Regions from separate parts of the Oryctolagus cuniculus genome. Here region 2 is linked to region 1. Evidence: chromatin contacts called from public Hi-C data. All regions are on one chromosome and are shown on one strand. The core of a region is the stretch at or near the end of the contact, and the rest is flanking DNA. Distances in the headings are between cores, read along the strand shown. Region 1 has its middle 130 kb from the start of PAWR. Region 2 has its middle 24 kb from the start of OTOGL.

Region 1 (4,447 bases), core at 1,160-3,659:
GCTGTTTAGAGCAGAATGTCTTTTTGTTGCACGTGGTGAGGATCTTGGTAGCCATGGTGGTCTGAAACGGGGGCCGCTGTCTGGAGGGCATGGAATTTACAGTTGGATGTGAGAGCAGGGGTGGGGGCTGCTGGGAAAGATGCTGGCAGCCTCAGCATCAGCACCGCTCCTTGCAAACCGCATCTCGCTTCCTGGAGGAGCCTCGTGCTGTTGTGGTTGGCAAAGCATTACAGGGAGCTTGGAAGCACTTCCCCAGGACCTTCCAGTTTTCCCTATTTGGTCAGTTCTGACTTGTACTTGTGCCGTAACCTCTTCACGAATCATCTCCCAGCCTCCAGTCCTGCCTCACTTCCAATCCATTCTCCACACTGCCTTTAGAACAAGCTTTCTGAAGAACAGACCAGATCTCGTCACTCCCATGCTTTAACTCTTCCAAGAGTTTCGCATTACAAGTAGGACAAAGTCCAAACTCTTTACCATGGGGATGGGGGTGTAAGTGGGGGTACATTTTACTGTTCCCCTAAATGTACCATGGGCTCTCTCCCCTCAGCACTGGGTATGTTTTGCTAACCCTTTGTTTTGTATTGATCCATCTTCCTCCTATTTAAAAGTCACTTTTTGGGGCTTGCATTGTGAATGAATAAGCCGCTGCCTACATTGCTGGCGTCCCAGGAATGTGGGTGCTGGTTTGAGTCCTGAGTGCTCCACTTCTACTGCTTGGGCTCCTGCAGCCTCATGGGAGACCCTGATGGAGCTACCGGCTCATGGCCCGGCTCTGGCTGTTGTGGCCATCTGGGGACTGAACCAGTGGATGGAAGATTTCTCTCTCTCTGTCTCCCTCTCTCTCTTTGTAACTCTGTCTTTCAAATAAATAAAATAAATCTTTTTTTTAAAGTCACTTCTTTCAGGAATCCCTTCTGAACCCCTTCTCTGGTGCCACCCTAAACATGTAGAATAGCATTCGGTTTAATGTAGCATTCATCACATGCATTATAATCACCTTGTTTATTGAAATAGAACTTGTTTACCATAACGCACCCTTTCAGACTAGACAACTGAATGGTTTTTAATACGTCCACAAGCTTGTACAACTGTCACCACTGTAATTTCATGACATTTCCTTCACTCCAAAAGGAATCCACTGACAGCTAGCTACTCCCACTCACCTGTCCCTCACACCCCTCTCAGCAATGATCTACTTTCTGTTTCCACAGGGATCTACCCAGTCTTGGCATAGATGGAATAGTATAATACTGGTCTTCCTGTGGGGCTTCTTTCACTACACGAAATGCTTGCAAAGTTCATCCGTGTTGTATGTAGCATGTGTCAGGACTTCATTCTTTTTATGGTTGAGTAATATTCCATTGTATATTTTTATCGCATTTTGCTTGTCCATTCATCTGTTGACGAACACCAGGCTGATTCCAGGTTTTGGCTTTCATGAATAATGCTTCCACGACTACTTGTGTGCATGTTTTGTATGGACCTATGTTTTCAGTTCTCTTGGGTAAGCACCCAGCAGGTGAATTGCTGGGTCATATGGTAACTATGTTTACCCTTTTGAGAAATTGCCAGAACGTTTTCTACAGCAGCTGCATGATTCCCACCAATAGTGTTCGGGGTTCTAATTGCTTACCATCCTCACCAAGCTCTCTTTCTCTTTCTCTTTGTTTTTTGTTTTTATGGTAACCACCCTAGAGAGTGTAACATTCTAATTGCTTTTTTTTTTTTTTTTTTTTTTTTGCTGGCCTCTATCTTCCATGATTCCAAATTATGTGAAGATAGGCTTATGCCAAAATCTTGTTCGTTATCGTGCCCCAGTGCCTAAGGCCTTGAGTAGGTAGATGCTTACTAAAGCATCTGCAGAATGGGTGAGAGGACCCAAAGTGTTCGTAGCTGCTTTGCTTCTATAAATCCAGGACCCAGGGCTGGAATGAGAAAAGATGTTCTGAGTGCTAGTCCACAGCTCTGCTCACCAGAGTGCCGTAGGACTTTAATAACCACGCTAATTAGATGGTCCCATGGCTTCAGTAGTCTTACCTGCGACATCCCGTGCGTGGAGATCAGCGTGAGTTCCCATGTAACCATCTCAAGATGGGGAAGAAGATACTTGGCTCTGTTGGCATTCCAATCTGTGATTCTGGGGAGTCTTTCTATTCCAAATACATTTTCCAAGGGCATGTGAACATTGTCTAATGAGAAAGCCATTCACTCGGAGTGAGAGTGGGGAAGAAAAAAAAGCAAAACAAAAGTCCCTTTACCAAAAACAGACGGGCCCCATCAATTATGCATTCAGAATAATACCGCTTGGAGCCAAGTTGTCATGTACTGAAACAACTCTGTTCAACCGAGTTACAACCGGGATCTCATCGACGGTTTACCCCTTCCTAGCCATTGGTTTTTATCTGTCCCACTGTAGCAAATCTCAGATTTGTAAAGACAAGGGGCTTATTCCCTGATTTCCCAGGGCATGGTCCTAGAAACAAAATGCCTGTAAAAGAAGAGGCCATGGTGCCTTCCCAGTGACTTTCCTGGGGTTATGATTGGCAAGTGTGGGCCAGAGGTGCCGTCTGCAAAACTCTTGAATGCATCTCCACCCTTTGTCAACATTCCTTCTGGTCAGGTTTTGCTGGGTCAGGAGTAATCTTCCATAGCATTTTTTCCTATTCACTGTGCACCCTCCCACAGCACACTTCCATCCTGGCTTTGTTTTTCTGTATTTTTCTTTCCTTGCCGCTTTGAAACGCAGTGTGAGGTCAACCCTGATAGTCTTCTGTTGAATCTTTAGACCTAGGGACAAGTTTTCTGCTCTGTCTTGCCCTAATCAGTGTAGATTTGCTGAGTTACAATCCCCTAATTACAATCCTGACTAATCCCAGCGAACTTTCCCTCTTACATTTTCTCTCTCAGAAACATAGTATGTGCTCATGACCCTGGGAGAGGAAGAGAGAGGAGGGCAAAAGAGAAGAGACTTGTGGGAAAGTTCTAGGTAAATAGTACTGACCTTGTGTAAAGAGTGTTAATGTTATTATATAGAAGTGAAAACACAGAAGATAGAAGAAATAACATAGCAATCATTGTCCAAATATGGCCCGTTTGAACCCTGGACTGTGTTTTGGCACTGCAGAAAAATTTCAAAAATCTTTCTGCCTGAAGATTTTCCCCTTCATTTATCTTTCCTGCTAAGCTGATACGTTTGACATCAGCAAATAGCCGTTGTTGTTTGGAGTATGGGAGGCATCAGGGCTGCAGGCAGCTATGCACCTGTCTGTGAAGAGCCTGTTTTCTCCTTTTCCTAATTTCTTTCCTATTTCTTGATTTACAGTTCCACCTGGGTCTTTCCTCCCACTGCTCAGCCTGCGTGGCTTCTTGAAACACTAATCTCAAGAGAGATCAGAAGCGAAGCCCCGCCCCCACCCCCTCGTGCAGGGAGTGCCAAGTGTATGCCCTGGAGCACTGGTTGAGCTCACAGGCAGGGAACTCTGCCTCAACGGAGCCCAGGGCTTCTAGCAACTTTGTTTACTGGGTCCTCCAACCAGGACCACATTTACCCACCCGGTTCACATTCCCAGCGTCTCGGGCAGAGAGAAGCATGTGGCTCTTCCTGCCCAGGTTTGCCTGCCTGATCAATCCACTGACAGCTTTTGCCCAGTTGCACAATCCTGCTTTTGAACGAACCACATCCTTGTAAATTGTGCGTGGAAACCAAACAGAATCTTGTACACAGTCGGCTGTGCCGGATTATGTAACGTTTCGTTCCCATAGAAGGTTCTTTTTGCTCTTAGGGATGGCATTCAGAGAAATTCCAAAACTTGGACTGAGATTTACAAGGACTGAGACACAAACCTCGGCTCTGGGCTGTGAAGGGGGCTGCCAGGAGATTAAGATTGTTCAAGGTACACCAAAACCTTGGCCTGCACAATCCCTGCTGCGCCCTGCTGCCCGGTGCAGCTGCGTGTCTCCGCCCCAAGGCTATTTGTTTACAAGTAGAATTGAAGGAAAATCCTGAAACATCCTGTCACAGGATGTGTGATGGGCCCTAGGAAATGAGCAGTTTGTGATTAGTGCAGACACTGCCCTCTAGTGGTGTAGCTGTGGCTAAAAAGGAACAAACTGGAGGTGCGCCCCACTTCTCCATTTTACCCAAATAGACTCCCAGATTGTGTACAAGAAAGACGAAGGGAGAAGGAGGGAAGGGACGGGAGAAGGAAGGAGGGAGAAAGGGGACTCCTGCTGGGGTAGCTCGTCTTAGGAACTCTAACGCTACTGTTTTTGCATTGGGTTTGTGAGATTCAGGGAACGCTTCAGTGAAAACCTGTTTTTCCCCTAGGCTTTCTAGCAAGAGATTCTAGCCCGAAGTGTTTACTCCAGATGTGTACTAGGACCCTGGGTTTCTTTCCAGCCTCCTTGACTCTGCCCAGGCCTCAGGTGCTCCGTCATCACCACT
Region 2 (4,447 bases), core at 941-3,440, 630 kb before region 1:
TCTAGGACCTTATTTTAGTGAAAGCAACATTTCTATCATGGAAAACCTCATTTAATCAAGTGGAACACACACACACACACACACACACACACAGCCTCTATTTCCCCACAAAGTTCTGTAAGAAAGTAAGTTGTATTGTGAAAGCAAAGAAAGAACTGGGAGAGAATTTCGTGAGGAGAGAGTGGGTCTCTCTGGCTGATCTTGGCCGGCAGCCCTGTCAGCCAAGGCAGGGACTGAACAGCGGGTGGGGGCCTGCCCCTACTGCTTCGGTTTTGTCACAGGTAGAAAACCAACAGCACACCGAGCAAAGGTTGTGAGCATGAAAACAATTGCTGAGCACAGAGTGGAGCTCTGGTGTCTGCCTTTTGACTAAGTCTCATCAAGAAGTTTATGCTGGGACCTTTGCGGATCCAACACCAACAGCATCCTGTATCCAAACTTCCAAGATACATGAGCCAGGGAAATGGATATTCCCACAGAAGGAAAGAGCAAGGGGGAGGTGGGAGGGGGGGAAAGGTGGTCAGGATCAGTCTGCACACCTCCTTCACAAACACTTTGCTACATACCACAATCTTGAGAAGAAAGTGTGCTTCTTTCAAGGGATGGCTGATGCAGTACCTTGTGTGTGGATTTCCTCAAAGCAAATCTAATAAGAAAGTGAGCCTTCAGATTGCTAAGTAATATTTTGTAGGCCATGGATTTGAACAGGGTACACTCATTGGGCTCAAGTAAAGCCAATATAGTTTAGTCACAGAACCGGAGCAGTGGTTGGATGCAGAAGGCTCTGGTTGCAGTATACTGGTTAGGCTATAACCAATTAACTAGTTAAGCTGTTACTGATTTGTTGGTGGGCCAGGTTTTACCCAATTAAGTTGCTTTTTGTGTCTCATTTCTATTTCGTGGTAAAGAGAGGTTACTGTTAAGTTGCTTTCTGTGCCTCACTTTTTGTTTCTAGGGAAAACATTACTGACAGTGCTCCAATTAGGGTGTTACCCAAATGGCTCACAGTTTACTTTGTTCAAATAAACTCTATATAATTCGTTCTTAAAGTAAGCAGATCTAAATGGAATTTCACTTAGAATTGATTAATCAGTTGAAAATTTTCTTGATTGTACTCCTGTAGTTAACACTGGTACAGCAGTTCCTACCCCATTCCTTGACATGTGCACAAAGATCAAGATAAGTTGTCCAAAGTCACAGAGCCAGGGAGTAGCAAAGCTGCTTTTGGAACTCCCATTTTCAGATCCCGTGCTGTCACTCTTTCTACTATGACATAATCATTACACAGCTAGTTTAGCATCAAAGATTTTACAGAATTCTTTATTCATAAAATCTCAATATCCTGTCTCAGTAAGTGCTTGGAATTTAAATTCTCATTTTGAAGGACAAATAACAAACAGAACAAAGCTTTATAAAATGTCACCATATTTGGTTCTTTTGAGTAAATGGGAATATATTAAGAAACATATTAAGTGGTTTTTTAGAACTCACTTAGCTCTTGTTCCAAAATAGTATCTGGACAGTATCCAACAATTTTAAAGTCACAATACAAAAACAAACTTGAGGATGTATTATGACCAGGTTTGATCTATCCTAGAAGGTAAAACATAGTGGTCCAAGTTCTATGAAATACACTCCTTTGTCTCTTCCCAGCCCATTCCCCTACAATAACAGAAAGCCTGCCCAGAAAGAAGCTGGCGGCCCCTGCTAGCAAGAACCTTACCAAGGCTCTTATGCACCAGCCTGGGAAAAGCATGAACTACAAAGTAAAGGAAGAACTATTTTTAAAAAGGAAACACTAAGAATACTACTAACACTAAACAAAACTTGGATTCACTCTCAAACAGATGGGAGGGTTTGCTTTGCCTGCGGTTTTGGCGAAAGATCAAGTCATGAATTCATTCTTCCCAAACTGCAAATGTTAATTGACACTAGTGATACCTTTATGTCCAGAAGAAAATGTCCACATCAGCTTCAAACTTTTGCGTACTTATGTGAATTTCTTCTCACCTGTAAGCGTTAAAAATTGTCTAAGAGGGTCTCAAATGTTGGTGGGAAAAATGGAGTTAAAAGACAAAGTGAGAGTCAGGCATCATGGCACAGCAGCCTGAGCTGCCACTTCGGATGCCCACATCCTATGACAGGGCCTGGGATCAAGTGCTGCCTCTGCTTCCAATCCGACTTCCTGCAAACATGCCTGGGAGGCAGTAGATGGTGGCCTGAGTGTGTGGGTTTTTGCCACCCACGTGGGAAACCAGGACTGAGTTTCTGGCTCCGGGTTTCAGCCTGGCCCAGTCTTAGCTGATGCTGGCATCTGGGGGAAGGAACCAGCAGATGAAAGATCTTTCTCTGCCTCTGTCTCTTTGCCCTTCAAATAAATAAAAGTAAACTTTTTATAAGAGATAATGTGAATTTTTTCCATTAACTTTTTGAAGCCTGGCTATACCAGTTGAAACCTGCATGTTGCCGGCCTGGGAAGGCTCTTTCTTATACGTCAGCTAAGATGCAGGGCACATCCTGTTCCCAAACAAATGACTCAGCAAATGTCAGTGCATGCATATAGCAGCCTAACAAGTCACATCAAATATAATTTCAGGGAAGATAATCACTATAAATGCTATTATGTGTCAAAATAAATCATAAAAAGAACAGTGTTGCTATATGTCCAAGTTAAAAAAGCAGAATTTATAATATTTCAGCCAGTTGCAAAAAATGGTGCCAGAGATATACTATGGCCAGCTCTGATGGGAGCCAGAATCAGGAGACTGTGTCAATCCAGGTCACCAACTTACAAATCACTGGAGCTACACTGGTGGTCCAGTCAAGCCTCAGGAAGAAGGGGCAATCAGATGTTGTTCTTTCCATTACATCCAGCTGCTTTCTACCGTCCAGTGCTTCCTCCCACATTGCTGTCTGATTCCTTCGTGTCACTTCGTATTAATCCTGAGCAAACAAGCTACTCCAGAAGAAAGGTCCCATCCCTGTGAATGATGTGCTACGAGGGCATCAAGTAATGGTTTTGAAATTTAGCCTGACCATTAAGAATCATCTTGGAGAACTCCATTATCAGTTTGTACTTTTAGGGTACTGGACCTAGACCTCAGTATTTTGTTTTTTAAGCTCCCCCAAAGTGATTCTAATGTAGCTTTGTATTTGAAGATACTCTTTGGTCAACACTGTCTGATTTGAGCTTTGCAATCAAGCCCTCTTGGTCTTGCATACAAATAAATCCCAGTTTCAGAAGCCTCCTAAAAATTCACTTCTTCCAAGGGATGAATTAATACTAAACAATTTTTGCCAACTGGGACAGAAGAGGTTAAAAAAAGAACTATAACTTCATTCTTAGAAGACTTAACCAACTTCCCAGCTGCTAAGTCTCGAGTGGTCAACTGGTCAAAGACTGGATTCCCTTTGTTTTAATCAGAGGCATGCTTGTTTTCCATGCTTGAAAGAAAATAAACATTAAGTTAAAGACAGTGTTGAGTAAAAAAATTATTCAACTGGGATTTACAAAATCTGGATCATGTTTAGCAGCTAATAGTTGTGGGACATAGGACCTTGAACTTGTAACTCTGTGTCTTATTTTCCCATCAGAAAAAAATGGAATAATATACTTCCTTCTTTCCAAACTCTATTAATACATCTGAGATATCTACATTTGCATTAACAAAATACCTTAAAGGATATAGCGGTTTTTTCTCACATCACCAAAAATGGAGGGGTAGGCTTTTCCTCTATGTACTCACACAAAGATGTTAGATTAAAAGAAAAAATTATAAAATCCTTAGAAGAGTATAAACAGATAAAATAATTAAGACAGTGCTGTGGGAAAACTGTACTCAAACTAAAATACTGAAAGGTCTTTGGAGGATCGATTGTTTATGATCCTGTTCTCTGGAGGCTGGAATTCTTTGGAGACACCAGATGGTTTTATTTATATAGCAAAAGTTCAGCTCAAGTGAGGTGCTGCTTGCAAATTCACACACAAATAAAAGAAACTGCTTCTATATATGTGTACCCACCCTTGCTCACACAAGGGATTTTCCATGGTTTCTTAAGAGATTTTGAATAAAATTTTTATTTATAATATTAAGAAGGTCACCCTTTTATAAAAGGAAGAGCAGCCTCCCAATACAGCAAAAGTAATCCACAGATCCTAAAATTTAACACAGGATAGTTTCAGACTTTTTGGATCACTTCGTTCCAATGGCATGACAAATCTCATTGAATCCAGTCTTTGATGTTCATATACAATGCTCCTCATATAGCATTATCAAAATTAAAAAGAAACCCAACCCTCTCCTCAACTGAATATTTCAAGCTGCATCCTGTGTCAACTCCTGGCACAGAGTCAGCCTTGTCAACCCAATTTAGAGTACATGGCAGTGATCCAATTCATTGTGGCTGTTTGTGGTCCCGAGATCAGGTTTCAAAAAAGAAGGGGCAG

The links. A called contact is a pair of places that touch in the nucleus more often than the background predicts.
Region 2: a contact with region 1 is called in a Hi-C map of an unstated tissue, with 3 times the contacts expected there. The contact joins two enhancer-like sites. A contact is called at or near these places in 3 of 6 Hi-C or Micro-C datasets (embryonic fibroblasts, skin fibroblasts and an unstated tissue).

The regions. Positions count from the first base shown.
Region 1 is chr11:82,352,768-82,357,214 of mOryCun1.1, reverse strand. No RefSeq gene overlaps it. Among named protein-coding and RNA genes, the nearest start is that of PAWR, 130 kb to the left of the region's middle. Within about 2 kb of position 2,409, at least 3 of the 8 cell types and tissues checked have an H3K27ac peak or open chromatin away from gene starts, as enhancers often do.
Region 2 is chr11:82,986,769-82,991,215 of mOryCun1.1, reverse strand. No RefSeq gene overlaps it. Among named protein-coding and RNA genes, the nearest start is that of OTOGL, 24 kb to the left of the region's middle. Within about 2 kb of position 2,190, at least 1 of the 8 cell types and tissues checked has an H3K27ac peak or open chromatin away from gene starts, as enhancers often do.